Linked DNA regions of Sus scrofa: all the other regions are linked to region 3. Evidence: chromatin contacts called from public Hi-C and promoter capture Hi-C data. All regions are on one chromosome and are shown on one strand. The core of a region is the stretch at or near the end of the contact, and the rest is flanking DNA. Distances in the headings are between cores, read along the strand shown.

Evidence for each region. Promoter capture Hi-C pulls out the DNA fragments that hold promoters and counts their contacts. A called contact is a pair of places that touch in the nucleus more often than the background predicts.
Region 1: a contact with region 3 is called in a Hi-C map of liver, with 6 times the contacts expected there. The contact joins the promoter of SLC25A39 here to the promoter of GPATCH8 in region 3. A contact is called at or near these places in 7 of 47 Hi-C or Micro-C datasets (embryonic fibroblasts, heart right ventricle, liver and 1 more) and 1 of 2 datasets of contacts at active chromatin or transcription factors (alveolar macrophages).
Region 2: a promoter capture Hi-C map of liver shows a contact between it and region 3, with 4 times the contacts expected there. The contact joins the promoter of ATXN7L3 here to the promoter of GPATCH8 in region 3. A contact is called at or near these places in 2 of 5 promoter capture datasets (fetal liver and liver), 13 of 47 Hi-C or Micro-C datasets (alveolar macrophages, embryonic fibroblasts, fetal liver and 9 more) and 1 of 2 datasets of contacts at active chromatin or transcription factors (alveolar macrophages).

What each region holds. Positions count from the first base shown.
Region 1 is chr12:18,912,741-18,917,127 of Sscrofa11.1, reverse strand. It overlaps SLC25A39 (solute carrier family 25 member 39), which reads right to left and starts at 1,587. Exons shown (of 12, transcript NM_001244966.1): 1 at 1,567-1,587; 2 at 593-692; 3 at 434-493; 4 at 272-316; 5 at 1-14. The coding sequence starts at 677.
Region 2 is chr12:19,009,845-19,013,924 of Sscrofa11.1, reverse strand. ATXN7L3 (ataxin-7-like protein 3) reads right to left here and starts at 1,601. Exons shown (of 13, transcript XM_021066885.1): 1 at 1,538-1,601; 2 at 63-173. The coding sequence starts at 113.
Region 3 is chr12:18,775,144-18,779,440 of Sscrofa11.1, reverse strand. GPATCH8 (G patch domain-containing protein 8) reads right to left here and starts at 2,937. Exons shown (of 8, transcript XM_021066861.1): 1 at 2,778-2,937. The coding sequence starts at 2,822.

The DNA.
Region 1 (4,387 bases), core at 338-2,837, 140 kb before region 3:
GAGAGAGGAGGGCACTGGGGAAGGAGTGGGGGCATCAGGATGACAGGCCTGGAACCCTGCAGGAGGCAGTGCGCTCCCATCCCCATCCCTGGAGGGCCGGCAGAGCCTGGGGTCCATGGGTGGACATTCTTGTGTCAGAGAGAGAGGGGTGGCTGATGGGATCTAGAAGCCAGTGCTAGTCCATAGCTGTGGGGCCCCTGTGAGCCCTGGGCAGACTGGTACACTCCCTCCCCTGGACCCTTACAGGTACCCTGTGGCTTAGGGCACTCACATTTGGCGTAGGAGAGGCTCCAGAGTCTGGATGGAGGCATCAGCTCTAAAATACAAGGCAGTACCCAAGTTGGGAGTGTCCCCTACCTACTCGGAAGCCCCCACCTCTGGGAAATCCTTGGCACCAGCCCCTACCCTACGGGCTCTGGGGTTGGGCACTCACCACTGGCCACCGAGGGGCGCTGAGACTGCAGGCGGACCTTCACCACATCCAGGGGGGTCACTGGGGGAGGAGGGCAGGTCTGAGGACTCCTTGCAGGACCCACCCTGACCCCTCCAATTCCCAGCTGCCCGCCCCTCCGCGACCCTCCCCAATTCTTACTGAAGAGAGAGGTGACCACAGCCCCAGCGCCTGATGCCACCATTTGCTGGAGGGGGCTGATGCCCCCGGGGTCCTGCTCGGCCATCTCGCAGCTTCAGTTCTGGAAAGCAAAGGTCACTCAAACGGAGCATCTACCCACAAAACCAGACTCGGGGGGAGGGGAAAGAAAACAAGGCAGGGGCACTTGGGGACACTACCCGGACCCTCACCCCATCCATCCACTGAGAGTGAGTTTCTCGCAACAACCCATTAAAGCAATTACTGCCAACTCCACTTTGCCATCGGGGAACCTGAGGCTCAGAGAGGTGAAGTGATCTACCCAAGGTCCCTCTGGGGGTCTGGTCTGTAGTCGGGAAGGAAACTGGAAGAGTCGCCCATGGTTTAACGGGCAGTAATGACCCACCGCCATGCCCTTACCCTCCCCACACAGATTTACGGGGCATCTCTTCAGCGTAGGTGCGGGGGGGGGGGTCTGGGGCCTAAAGATCAAAACGCCTGAGCCGCCCCTCTAGGCCCCCCACTCCTGAGCCCCAAGTCACAGGGCATGGAGAGGTGGGGCAGACGAGTGAGGGGAAGAAACACATCTGAGAGCGGCCAAGGGGACTCAGTCCCCCATCTGTTTTCTGGGGACTGCAGGCATGGGTGCCTGGTCCTCTCCCGCACCCATCTTCCCAAGGCCAGAAGCGCCAGGCCCCGGGCCTGGGTGGGAAGAACAGTCTCTCTGCTCTCCCTCCCCCAAATCGGTCGGCCGAGAGTGCGAGAAGTGGGGATCGACGAAAGATAGCTCCTCGTCCCTCGGCGACACTCTCTACCCCGGAGCCGCTCAGAGAGCGCCCGGTGGGGCCGACGAGGTCGGCCCGCGACTCCCGGCCTTCAGCCCATCACCCCCGGGCTCAGCCTCCCCGGGACCCCCTTAGATCCGACTCCCGCCTCCGTCTCCAGCCGAACCCTCAACCCTGGTCCTGCCCACTCACCTGGCTCTTGGCCGGTGCTCGCGCGCCGCGGCGCCCGGGGCCGGGCGGGCCCATAGCGGCTCCGCGGCCGGTGCGGGCTCCGCGAGCCCTCACCGGGCAGCAAGGCCGACTCGGAAAGCGGCGGAGCTCGCCCCGCCCCCGGAACGCGCCGGGAGGCCCCGCCCCCGTGGGCCGACCGGCCGCACGCCCGGAGTGACGCCGGCGCTGCTACTCGTACCAGCTTCGTCCAGGACCAGCGCTGTCTCGGACCCGCGCCACCTGTGCCTCCCCAGTGCCCTGCCGGGCCCACGCGCCAAGGTTGGGGGTCTCGGCGCCGCGTGTGACCTGGCGGCAGTGATACGCTTGACTTCGTATTGTCACCAACACACCTCACCAGCACCCGGGCAGCTTGCTGATCCCTCAAACTTTGCAAACGAGCGTGAGCAACGCACTCTCCGCATCCCCCCATTTTCCTCATCTGCATGGAGGCGGGCTTTTGAATCGGCGATGGCAAAGCATTTAACTACCGGACTCTGCTAAGTTTTTACAACTCAACGGCGACTGTATCAAATGGGGCCGTCCGCACTTAACAGGCAATCCATTGAGACTGAAATTCCAAGACCTCTTGACAAACTGCCGGGTAACACGCGAGCGCGAGCAATAGATTTAGAGAAGCAGTAAGTAACCTGGGCCTGGTAGGCTGGACAGCGATAGAAGGCTGGCCCGGGAGCCGGGAAACCTGGGTTAAACCGGATTCAATCTGGGCTTCGTCCCATCGCCATGTGACCCTGGGCAGGTCACAGCACCGCTCTGTGCCTCGGATTCCTCCTTCGCAAAGGGTGAAGATTGAGTAGGGGTAGGGGACCCACATTTCTTTGTTGCTTACTCTCACAAAACCGATTTCTTCTAAATCTCCGAATATCTAGAAATGGGTTATTATTAACCCCATTTTACAGAAGACGGAATGAGGCTCGAAGAATCCGGTATTAGAACCGGGTAAGTACCTTTTTCCCTGCACCAGGTTGCCTCCCCAGGTGACAGGTGGACATAAATCCTGCGATGCCATCTCTGATCCCGCTTCTCAGGGAGACGCATTTCTTTCCCGACCTTACCCGAGACCACCAGCTGTCTCGCCTCTACAACTTTCCTGTGGTCAGCGGTTATTTGTCCCAACAGAAAAACTAACTCGGAGTGTGAACCTGCGCCTTTAAGAAGGATAGGCCGTGCTTTTGACGTCACCGGCTCCCCCGCCTTGCACCGCCGGGAACGGTCCCATCTGGGCCTGGAGTCACCCAGCCGGCCGGTGCACGCCGGTTTAGCACGTGGATTCCAAGGGGCCAACCATGTGCTTTCCCTGCGAAAGGACGTTCGGGATCTCCACCTCTAGGAAGCCCAAAATGAGCTGATGGGGATAAAAATACTTCCGTTTCACAGAAATTTTGTGAGGATTTAATGATTTAATAGCAGTAAAGTGCTTAGACCCCTGTCTGGCACATGGGAAGCCCTCAATGACTACGACTGTCATTATTATTATTATTATTAATCCCCCCATCACCCCACCCCATGGCACAGAACGTTCTGGAAAGGGTCTTTAGAGCAACCAGGATTCTGATCTTACCTCTGCCTCTAAATACAGGCAGTGGTAGTGATAACTCCTTACACCCTTTTCCTCCCCAGAGCCAAGATGAGCTGCAAAGTAGCCCAGCCAGGAATCCCCCTCGGAGACCTCGGAGCCTGTCTTCCTCACAGTAAATGAGGGACTCGCGCTCCATTTCTGGTTTTCTTCTTGCCATAGGATGCCTTTGAGATTTGTCACTATACCTCAGTTTCTTCAACTGAAAATAAGAATGATGTCACCATCCTGCTCATTTACAGACTCTTAGCTCAAGTGCTATCTGCGAAAAGCTAGGTAGAGTCCACACCCAGAGCGGAGCAGCTCACATTTCCTGCCACCCCCCCACAGGAAAATTCTGTGAGACTGAGAAGACCTTGGGGGATCCTCGGGTAACCAAAGGCCAGTGGTGGCCAGTGCAGTGACAGCCGTCTGGGCCTGCAGGAGAAGTTATCCCCTATTGGAGCTGGGGGAGGCGTCTTCCAAGGGTGACCAGGGCAACTGCAAGGTGGAGCTGGAGCCTTGAGATGTCTGTGAACCTGTGGGGCCCTGCTGAGACTCACCTGCCGTCCTGAGAAGCAAGGCTAGAGGCCACAGGAGGCGGCGCTGTGGCGCTGTCCTGACCGGCTCAGCCACCGTCCACACTGACAGCACACCTAATGGTATCTGGCCTCCTCGCTGGCCTCCTTGTCAGATGGACAAACAAATTCCTCTCCACTGTAGAAGGGAGAAAATTATACCCGCGCCATGGGTTATCTCAGGGAGTGACGTACAAGTCCTTGCCTGGCACTGGGGGAGTGATATAAACAGAAGGTAGTTTATAGTGAGGCTGAATTCTTCCAGGGCAAGCCCCAGCTTGCAGCCCCAGGGCCCAGGAAGACATTTATGGGGCTGAAGTAGGGCTCAGGTCCCTCCCGTGAGTTCAGGGCCAGCACTGTGCCCACCTAGAGGTGACTTCCTGGAGGCAGAGGCCCAGGCTGCCGGCCCGCTGAACCCCAAGAAATCCAAGTACTGAGCCCACAGGTAAATGTCAAGTCCAATCTTTGATTGGGCCCAGGAGGCTGGGAGGAGTGGGAGAGGACTTTATTGGGACAACTGGAGAAAATTGAATAAAGGTTGATATTACTTATCAATGTTAGATTTCTTCTTCTTTTTTTTTTTTTTTTTTTTTTTTTGCTTTTTAGGGCCGCACCCGCAGTATGTGGAGATTCCCAGGCTAGGGATTGAATT
Region 2 (4,080 bases), core at 352-2,851, 240 kb before region 3:
AGATATAGCGACGTAGAGACATCAAGAGAAAGAACTAGAGGCACACGTGGGGGAGCCCTCACCTCTAGTTTGCTGTTATCCAGGCCAGACAAAGACATTTCCTCCATTTTCATTTGTAAACTCTTGTGGAGACGGCGCTCTGACTGCTCATAGCACAGCGGGCGGCAACACGGCTGCACACATGGGGGTGGGGGTGTTGTTGTGAGTCCAGGGCACCTCTGAGGTCTGCCACCTCCCCTCCGTACCTCACTGCCCAGAGCTTAACGGTGGCATCAAGATCCACCTCTCCCTAAGGCCAAGGCTCCCTAAGTCTGGATGGTCCTCTGGGGCCTGAAAGCCAAAGGTGGCCTAGTCCTTCCCAGGCCGGAACTCAGGCCCTGGACTCTACTGTCAATCACAGTCTGGGTCTACAGGAGGCAGCAGTTCACCCCAGGTCCCCCAAACTCAAACCCCTTTTCAATACCCATGGTGCAATGCAGCAGGGGGAGGAAAAGGAACTCTAAGGCCTCAAAGCAAACCCACAGGGTGTGGCAAAGAACTGCACAGACTCCTAAATACACTCCCCCCCCTTCCCAAGGCTCTCCTCAGAGTCACCTCTGCTTTCAGCCAGGATGTCCACTTGGGGGGGTACTGCTACCAGAAGTAAGAATGGCCCTAGGACCCTACAACCTTCACCCCACTCCGTCTTCCCTTGAAATAAGCCTGCCACTACAGGAGGGGAGCAGAGCCCACAGAAACCTAGAGCTGAGGGGCATCTCCAGCCGCCCCGAGCAAGAGGAGGCAGAGTCCGGTGGGATGGCATGCCGAGAGTGGGCACTCCCCTTACCTGGTCTTCTTTTAGATAACTACCCTCCCTCCCTCAGGACCAGCCCGGAAGTCTCTCCAAGAGCCCCAAAGTCCAGCAATCCCCACCAAAGGATTCTGAAACAGCGCCCACAGTCCGGGGCCCCTCTGAACGGTGGGTACGAGTTTAAGGAGCTGCCGGCCTAGAGTGGGGTGGGGACTGACAAATGAGCCAGGGGCACTGGGGAGGGTAGGAGGCCGGGCCTCGGCTCTTCCCCCGTCCCTGCGGCACTGCTGCTGCATCATACCGACTGGGGGGAGGAGAGGAGAGGAGAGCCGAGTCGCCGGAGGCCGGCGCCGGTCCGGGACAGACCGACCCCTAGAGAGTGGGCAGAGTGGGACGCGTCCCGGCCCCTCTCCCTCCCCGCCCGCCGACAGCCCCGGCCGGCCGGGGAGAAGAGTCCGGGAGGGTGTCTCTATTGTCCCGGGGGCTGGGGCCTGGCTCCCTAACAAAGGCCCCGCGCCCCCTCCCCGGCCGGCCCTGCCCCGCCCAGGGGGGACCCAGACAGGGGGAGCGCGGGGGGCCCCGGCCGGGCCGGGAAGCCGGGGGAAGCCGGGCGTTTCCGCGTCGGCCCGGGGGGAGGGGAAGGGGCGCTGACCCAGACCTGGGGGGAGGGGCCCAAGCCCCGCCTCGGGCCCCGCCCCCCGCCCCCCGCAGGCCCCTCCCCCGTCCCCGTCTCCGTCCCGTACTCACCCCGCCCGGGGGGCCGCGCCGGGGCCCGGCGGCCTCTCAGGGCCGCGTCCTCCGGCGGCGGCGGCGGCGGCGGCTGCTCCGGAGCCCCATGTCCGTCGGTCCGTCCTCGCCTCTCCCCGGGGCCCAGGGCCCGGGGCCGGGGGGTCGGGCCGCCCCCCGCCTCGCCGCCTCACCGGGCGGCCATGGCCCCTTCCCCTCCCTTCTCGTCCCGTCGCCGCCTCCTCCTCCTCACCTCACCCCGCCCGCGCGCAGTCCGCGCGCCGTCCGCGCGCCCCTCCCCCCGCCCCCCACTCCAGCCCGCCTCTCCCGGGCGGGGGGTGCGGCGCGAGCCCGGAGCGCGCGCGCGTGCCGCGACCGGAGGATGGATGGATGGAGCGAGCGAGAACGCGAGCGTGCGCGCGCGCGCCCCTCTCCCCCTCCCTCCGCGCGGGCGCGAGGCCAAGCGCGAGCGCGCTCCAACCTCCTCCTCTTCCTCCTCCCGCCCCTCCTCAACACCCCGCCCCCGCCCTCCCTTCCTCTTCCTTCTTTCGCTTTCGCGCGCCCAGCGACTGCTCGCGCCTGCTAGAAGGGCCCGAGCGCGTGCATCTGCCCCGCGGCCGCAGCTCGGCAGCATTTGCTCCAGGGGGCGGGGACCGGGCGGGGAGGAGGGGCGCCACGCCGCCGTCCAAAGTACCGGCGGACGGGGACGGGGGCGGGGAGATGGGCGGGGTCTTCTGGAGCACCTCGGCCAATCGCCGCCTCGCGTCGACCCAGCCAGCCCAATAGGATGGCGGTGGGCGGGGCGGCGTTCAAGGTGAGGTGCGCGGTGCGCTGGGGGCGGAGACGTTGTGCCGTCCCGGCCGGCTCCGGGGCGGGGGCAGCGGGTGGCGTCGAAAGAGAGCGCCGGCTCCTAGCCGAGCCTGGGACGCCTTCCGGCCCAGGCTCCCCCGCCCTTCCCTCGGGGCTCCCGGCTCTTTCGCCCCCGCCCAGACTCCCCCCAATCCCGGCTTTTACCCTGAAGCGTGCAGCCACTTGTGTGAAGAGGCCAGAGTTGAAGTGGGACGCAGTTAGTACCTCAGGGCAGAAAACCCGTGGAGCCGAAGGGGCTCGTCCGAGCCTCCGTTCCCCTTGTTTCTGGGCGGTTCTCAGGCCTGAGAACCAACAGACGCCCGAGATGAGGGTCCTCCGCTGAGGGCGGAGGCCGAGCTGTGCCTTTCTGAGCGGAGCGTCCTCCCCGCCCTTATCCTAATTTAGATCCCACACCTGCTCGCCTTTCCTGCTTCCGGAACCCACGCTGGACCCCCATCTCTCCTCTTCACAGCCTGCCGGGCACTAACCAGACCCTTCTTCCGACCCAGTTCTACTCGCCTGGGTGTGCCCGTATCCGCGCTCTCTCACAATCCCTCTTTACCTTCTGGAGCAAAGGGCCTTTCCCAGCCACAGTAGATGGCTAGACTGGCGCTTCCATCTCGGTTATTCTCTTGGTCTGGAGTCTTGGAACGGGTGTATGAGAGCCCTCTTCCCTCAGAAGATAAGATTAAACGAGGGCAGTTTTAAATCATATACTTTAGTCTTCAGCAAGCATTTATTGAAGCAGTAGTCCTAAGCGTAAAGACCAGGAATCATCTGAATGTAAATCTTCGGTGGGTGGTGTTTTTTTTTTTTTTTTTTTTTTGTCTTTTAGGGCCGCCCCCGCGGCACATGGAGGTTCCCAGGCCAGGGGTCCAATCGAACTGTAGCCGCTGGCCTACACCACAGCCACAGAAACTTGGGATCCAAGCCGCTCTGCGACCTACACCACAGCTCACGGCAACGCTGGATCCTTAACCCACTGAGCGAAGCCAGGGATCAAACCCGCATCTTCATAGATCCTAGACTGGCGGCGGGGGGCGGGGGGGGGGTGTCACTAACCGCTGAGCCACGACGGGAACTCCTGAATTTAAATCTTTGGACCTGACAAATGAACTTTAGCAAATGAGCTCTCCGTTGCCTCAGTTTCCTCTCCTGTCACTTTGTGTGATGGTGGTACCTATCTCATTAGATTGTGGTGGGGATTAACAAGTTAGTACATGTGAAACTCTTTTAATGTGTAACTGTTGGGTAAATCTTAGCTGTTACTGATTGGTGCACTGTGAAAATTCTTATGGTGCATCTGTGCTGGGATGCAAAGATACAATAAGACAGTTACACTCCTTCAAGAAGTTCACAATTTGTGGGGTAGACAGACCTGTAGGAAAATAACTGCCAAACAGTGTGTTAAAACAAGAAGATGAGCATAGGGGACCGAGGTGGCGGGGAGGTGAGATCAAATGACGTAAAAAGAGTTGGTCAGGATATCTCGAACAGAAACTTCAGAAGTGAAACATCCTTGGAGTTCCCGTGTAGCTCAGGGGGTTAAGGATCCAACGATGTTGTCGATGAAGTGGCTCTTGTCACTGCTGTGGCACAGGTTTGGTCCCTGGCCAGGGAACTTTTGCATGCCACGGGTGTGGCCCAAAAAAGAGAGGAAAGAGAAGTCTGGGCACTGGCTGGGTCAGGAGTGGGTGGGGAAGCAGCAGGAGGTA
Region 3 (4,297 bases), core at 1,688-4,187:
GCTCCTCACTATACAAAACACCTTTGAAACTTTAGATGTTCACAACATCTAATAGTGATCCCATCTCTGAGTCCATACTAAATTCAAGTGACAACATTCAAACTCCCCAAACTTTGCACTTGGTGGTAAACTGGCAAAGAATAAAATTCTACAATTCTAAATTATCTTGCCAAAATGTGACAGAAAGGCAAAGACAGTGATAGTCATCTAGAACTCACCAGAAAAGGTGCACAGAAAAATTTCCAGTGCTACAAGATCTGTTTAAAGCAACAGCATCTGTGCACTTTGTTTGGAAACCTACTCTGGATTTGTTTTCAAGTGTACTCCATAGCGTCATCTCATTTATCACTTAAAACCTTAAAAGGAGGCCACAGTTAATTCTGAATAGCCTGACCTTGAACAATGTTTCAAATACTCTATATACAGAAGCATCTTTTCTCTCCAATTTTTTTTTTTTTTTTGTCTTTTTGCCATTTTCTTGGGCCGCTCTCGCATATGGAGGGTCCCAGGCTAGGGGTCGAATCGGAGCTGTAGCCACCGGCCTACGCCAGAGCCTCAGCAACGCGGGATCCGAGCCGCGTCTGCAACCTACACCACAGCTCACGGCAACCGGATCGTTAACCCACTGAGCAAGGGAAGGGATCGAACCCGAAACCTCATGGTTCCTAGTCGGGTTCATTAACCACTGCGCCACGACGGGAACTCCTCTCCAATAATTTTAAATCAAGTAACATCACTAATGAAAATCAATCTACATTTTCCCCTACATTAAAACATCCATGAAAAAATAGTACTTTTAAGTATTTTTAAGTAAGTGATTTTCAGAAATGTTAGCACAATTAATAGAAAGTTCTAACATTCTGTAATTATCTAAAAGGTTTTTATTACCAACACCGTATTTACCCACAATACTAGGATGTCTGAATTTAAAAAAACCAACATTTACCTGGCTGACACAATATAGTAGGAATTGGGTATTCCAACTTAAAAGCAATAAATAAAATACATGTAGTATCTTCAAAGAATTACCAAGCAACCAAAAGCAGGTCTCCACTAAAGCAACAGAAAAGAGAATCATTTTACTTGGAAAAAAAAAAAAAATAGAGGTTTTCTCGATTTTTTCAGGTGACCACATTCATACTCTGCTCTCCAGTTTTCAAAAACTGTCAAGGCCCTGCAAATCCTGTTTAAGACTGCTGAAATCCTGTGGCTGACAAACACAAAACTTAATTGTCCATATTATCTATTTTCAATTTTACTAAGTGACCTTCAAATTACCTCCTCTTAAAAGTATTTGAGGGTTTTAGTTGTCACCCGTCTCTTTAAAAACTACCAATAAACCCCACACATCCTGCAGCTTACTCATGTTTTATGGTGCTCCCTAAAAACAAAACCAAACCCACCACCTTTTCCAGAGATCATGTCCCAGGGAAACGGCTAATATGAACTACTTCAAACTTCCCTGGACTTGCATAATATCTTCAAACACCTTGAGATCTTGTGTAGTGCTGCAGCTATACAGCAGGCGCCTGATCACAAGGCTTTTCGACAGCCCCCAGATCCCTTACTGCTGCTGCAAAACTTCTCATTTAGCGTTCTATGCATTAGACTGTTAACAGTGTTGGCTGAACTGCTTTACCTGTTTATTTACCAACCCAATCTTCCCGGGGAATTCAAACCATTTCAAACTGCCTTTTGAAACCAAACTAGAATATCCCCGTGTTGCTGAGAAAGATCTGCAGCGGGATAAAAACTTGAGTTCGGTTGTTCATCCCCAGACCCAAACTGCTGTTGCTGGGATATGCGGTAGTAATGCAGTGGTTTCTTTGAGACTCTGAGGATGTCTTTTACCCTAGAAAGAGCCCATCTCTACCAAATGCCCTTTAGTCGCAGAGATTTCTGCGGTAACAATGCTCAACAGGAAGGTATTCGAAACAGCCGAAAGACGTGTTGTTCTCATTTGGCCTTTATTTTTTCCTCCATAACGCCTGCCATGGCAAGGACATTTTTCCAGACAACATTTGCAACTTTGGAAAGAAAAATCAAGCCTTTGATACTAGTCATCATCTGCTTGTAAAGTCCGTTATCATGACGCTTCTTACAAATCGCTCAAGGTAGGATTTGGGGCTAAGCTTACATCGACCATCTTCCAAGCTGTTTTGCAAGGCCAATTAACGGCCTAATGACAACAACAACATTTCGCCCAGGAAAATCTCATTGTGTGACTAACCAAGAAGGCATCTGATAAATAAAGCCCCTTTTTTCCGGGCAAGGAAATGATAAAATAGACAATGAAAGGGATTTATTTGTTACAGTGAGGAAAGAGGGAGAAGAACCCCAAGAAGAGCCGTACGAGCAAAATCCAGGGGTTCGGGAGCCCTGGTTTCAGCAACACTCGCCCCAAGCCCTCTGACCCCCACCCCACCCCCCCTTTGCCTCTGGGAGCCAACCTAGCGCCCGCACACGCCCGGCACACCCGAGGGCAGCACAGCCCCCCACTCAGCCGCCAGGCTGGGGCTCCCAAAGCCGCAGCCGGAACAGACCGAGGCCGCAAACCCTGCCGCCTGAATTAAGAGGTAAGAATACGAGCTGAGAGGAGATGCGGCCTCGCCTCAAGCTTAGGAGGCCCCTGGAGGAATCGGACGCGGGAGAAAAGGGAGCCGGTTCGGAAGCCGGAGCAGAACGGGGGGGTGGGGGTGGAGAGCTGGGAGCAGGGGATGAGGAGGTTCTGGCGCGGCCAGCGCCTTCCCCGGATCCTCGGCGACGCCCGTGTTTACCTGAAAGTCTCGGTCCTCGTTGAAGCGGGAGAAGCGGTCCGCCATTTTGCCGCCTTCACTCCTCTCAGGACGACGCTCTACGGTTCGCTCCGTCCCTCCCGCGACACCCGCCCCCTCGCTCCCCTCCCCTGTTCCCCGCCTCCTCCCACGCCCACCCGCGCGCGCAGGCGAGGGAGGGAGGGAGCGAGATTGCGCGTCCCGACCCGAGCCCCGCTGGCGCAGGCGCCCTTCTGCCCCAGGGGCGGAACCTCCCCTCACGTCCCCGCTCCGCGCGCGACCCAGAGCGACCCCCGGCGGCCGCGCGTGCGCACTCGCAGCGGAGGCCTGCATGCGCTTCCGGAGAGAAAGGTCAAGAGGGGGCGCCGCTCGCTTGGGTGCGGATGTTTTCCACCTGCTCGTTTCTCCCAGTAGGGAGATGTCTTCTTGCCCTCTTGCTTGCCTAGGAACGCAGAAGCCCATCCTCTGCTTTCTTCACCAAATAAGAGCATAATGTAGTGGCTGAAAGCGCGGATTTTGGACCCAGACTATTAGGTTCGAATCCCGGTTCACTCTGAGGATTGAGTGGCGAACGAGACAGGAAAGATCTCTTCTCTCATAGTGCTTACAGGGAAAACCAGATAAATAATAAAATAATTACATAATTTTAAAAATTAACGAGTGCTACCAAAAAACCAAAAAGGCAACAAGAGCAAAAAACCAGACTGGTCATGAGAAGAACGCCCTCTGAAAAGACCTTTGACCAAGGAACAGAAAGGGGCCCGGCAGCCTTGGAGCACTCAAAGGGCCAATGACTACTAATAACGTGACATTTTCTAACGATCATTAGAGAGAAGTATTTCCCAAGAGACCAAAGTCTATTCAAATCAACTACAGCCCTCTGGGCTTCAGCTTCCATTTAAAAAAAAAAAAAAGGAAATTGAATTCAGTAATCTCTACTGCCCCTGCCTAGCACTGACTTTGTATGAGTTATGAATCAGATTTTTCCATCTTTTGACCTTCCTGAGCACCCCACCCAGCCCTCCAGCTCCCTTAGCCAAAATACATAAAACCATAAGAAAGACAGCTGGACTTGCCTGCTTTTCCAAAGAGTAGCTGATGGAAATCCCACGGTGGAAAAATGACTCTTTCTCTACCTGAGAATCAAAATGAAGGTAATTTTTTGGAAAGAATGTGTGTATCTTCTATTCTTTTGTCACACTTTGCCTCACCCAACTCCTAGTCCAAGAATATAGTTCTAAGCAGTGAAAAGAGCTGCCTCTTTGTATAAGGAGAGGCAGAACACTCAGAATTTAAACATTGTGAAATGACTTGTGCATAAATGTGGCAACCTGAATCCCATGGATACACAAAACACATTTACCTCTTCTCCTCTTAACCCCACTAAAATGACATTTAAAGGATAAAGTCATAGGGAGTTCCCATTGTGGTTCAGTGGGTTAAGAACCCAGCTAGTATCCATGAGGATGTGAGTTCGATCCCTGGCCTTGCTCAATGGGTTAAGGATCCAGCGTTGCTGTGAG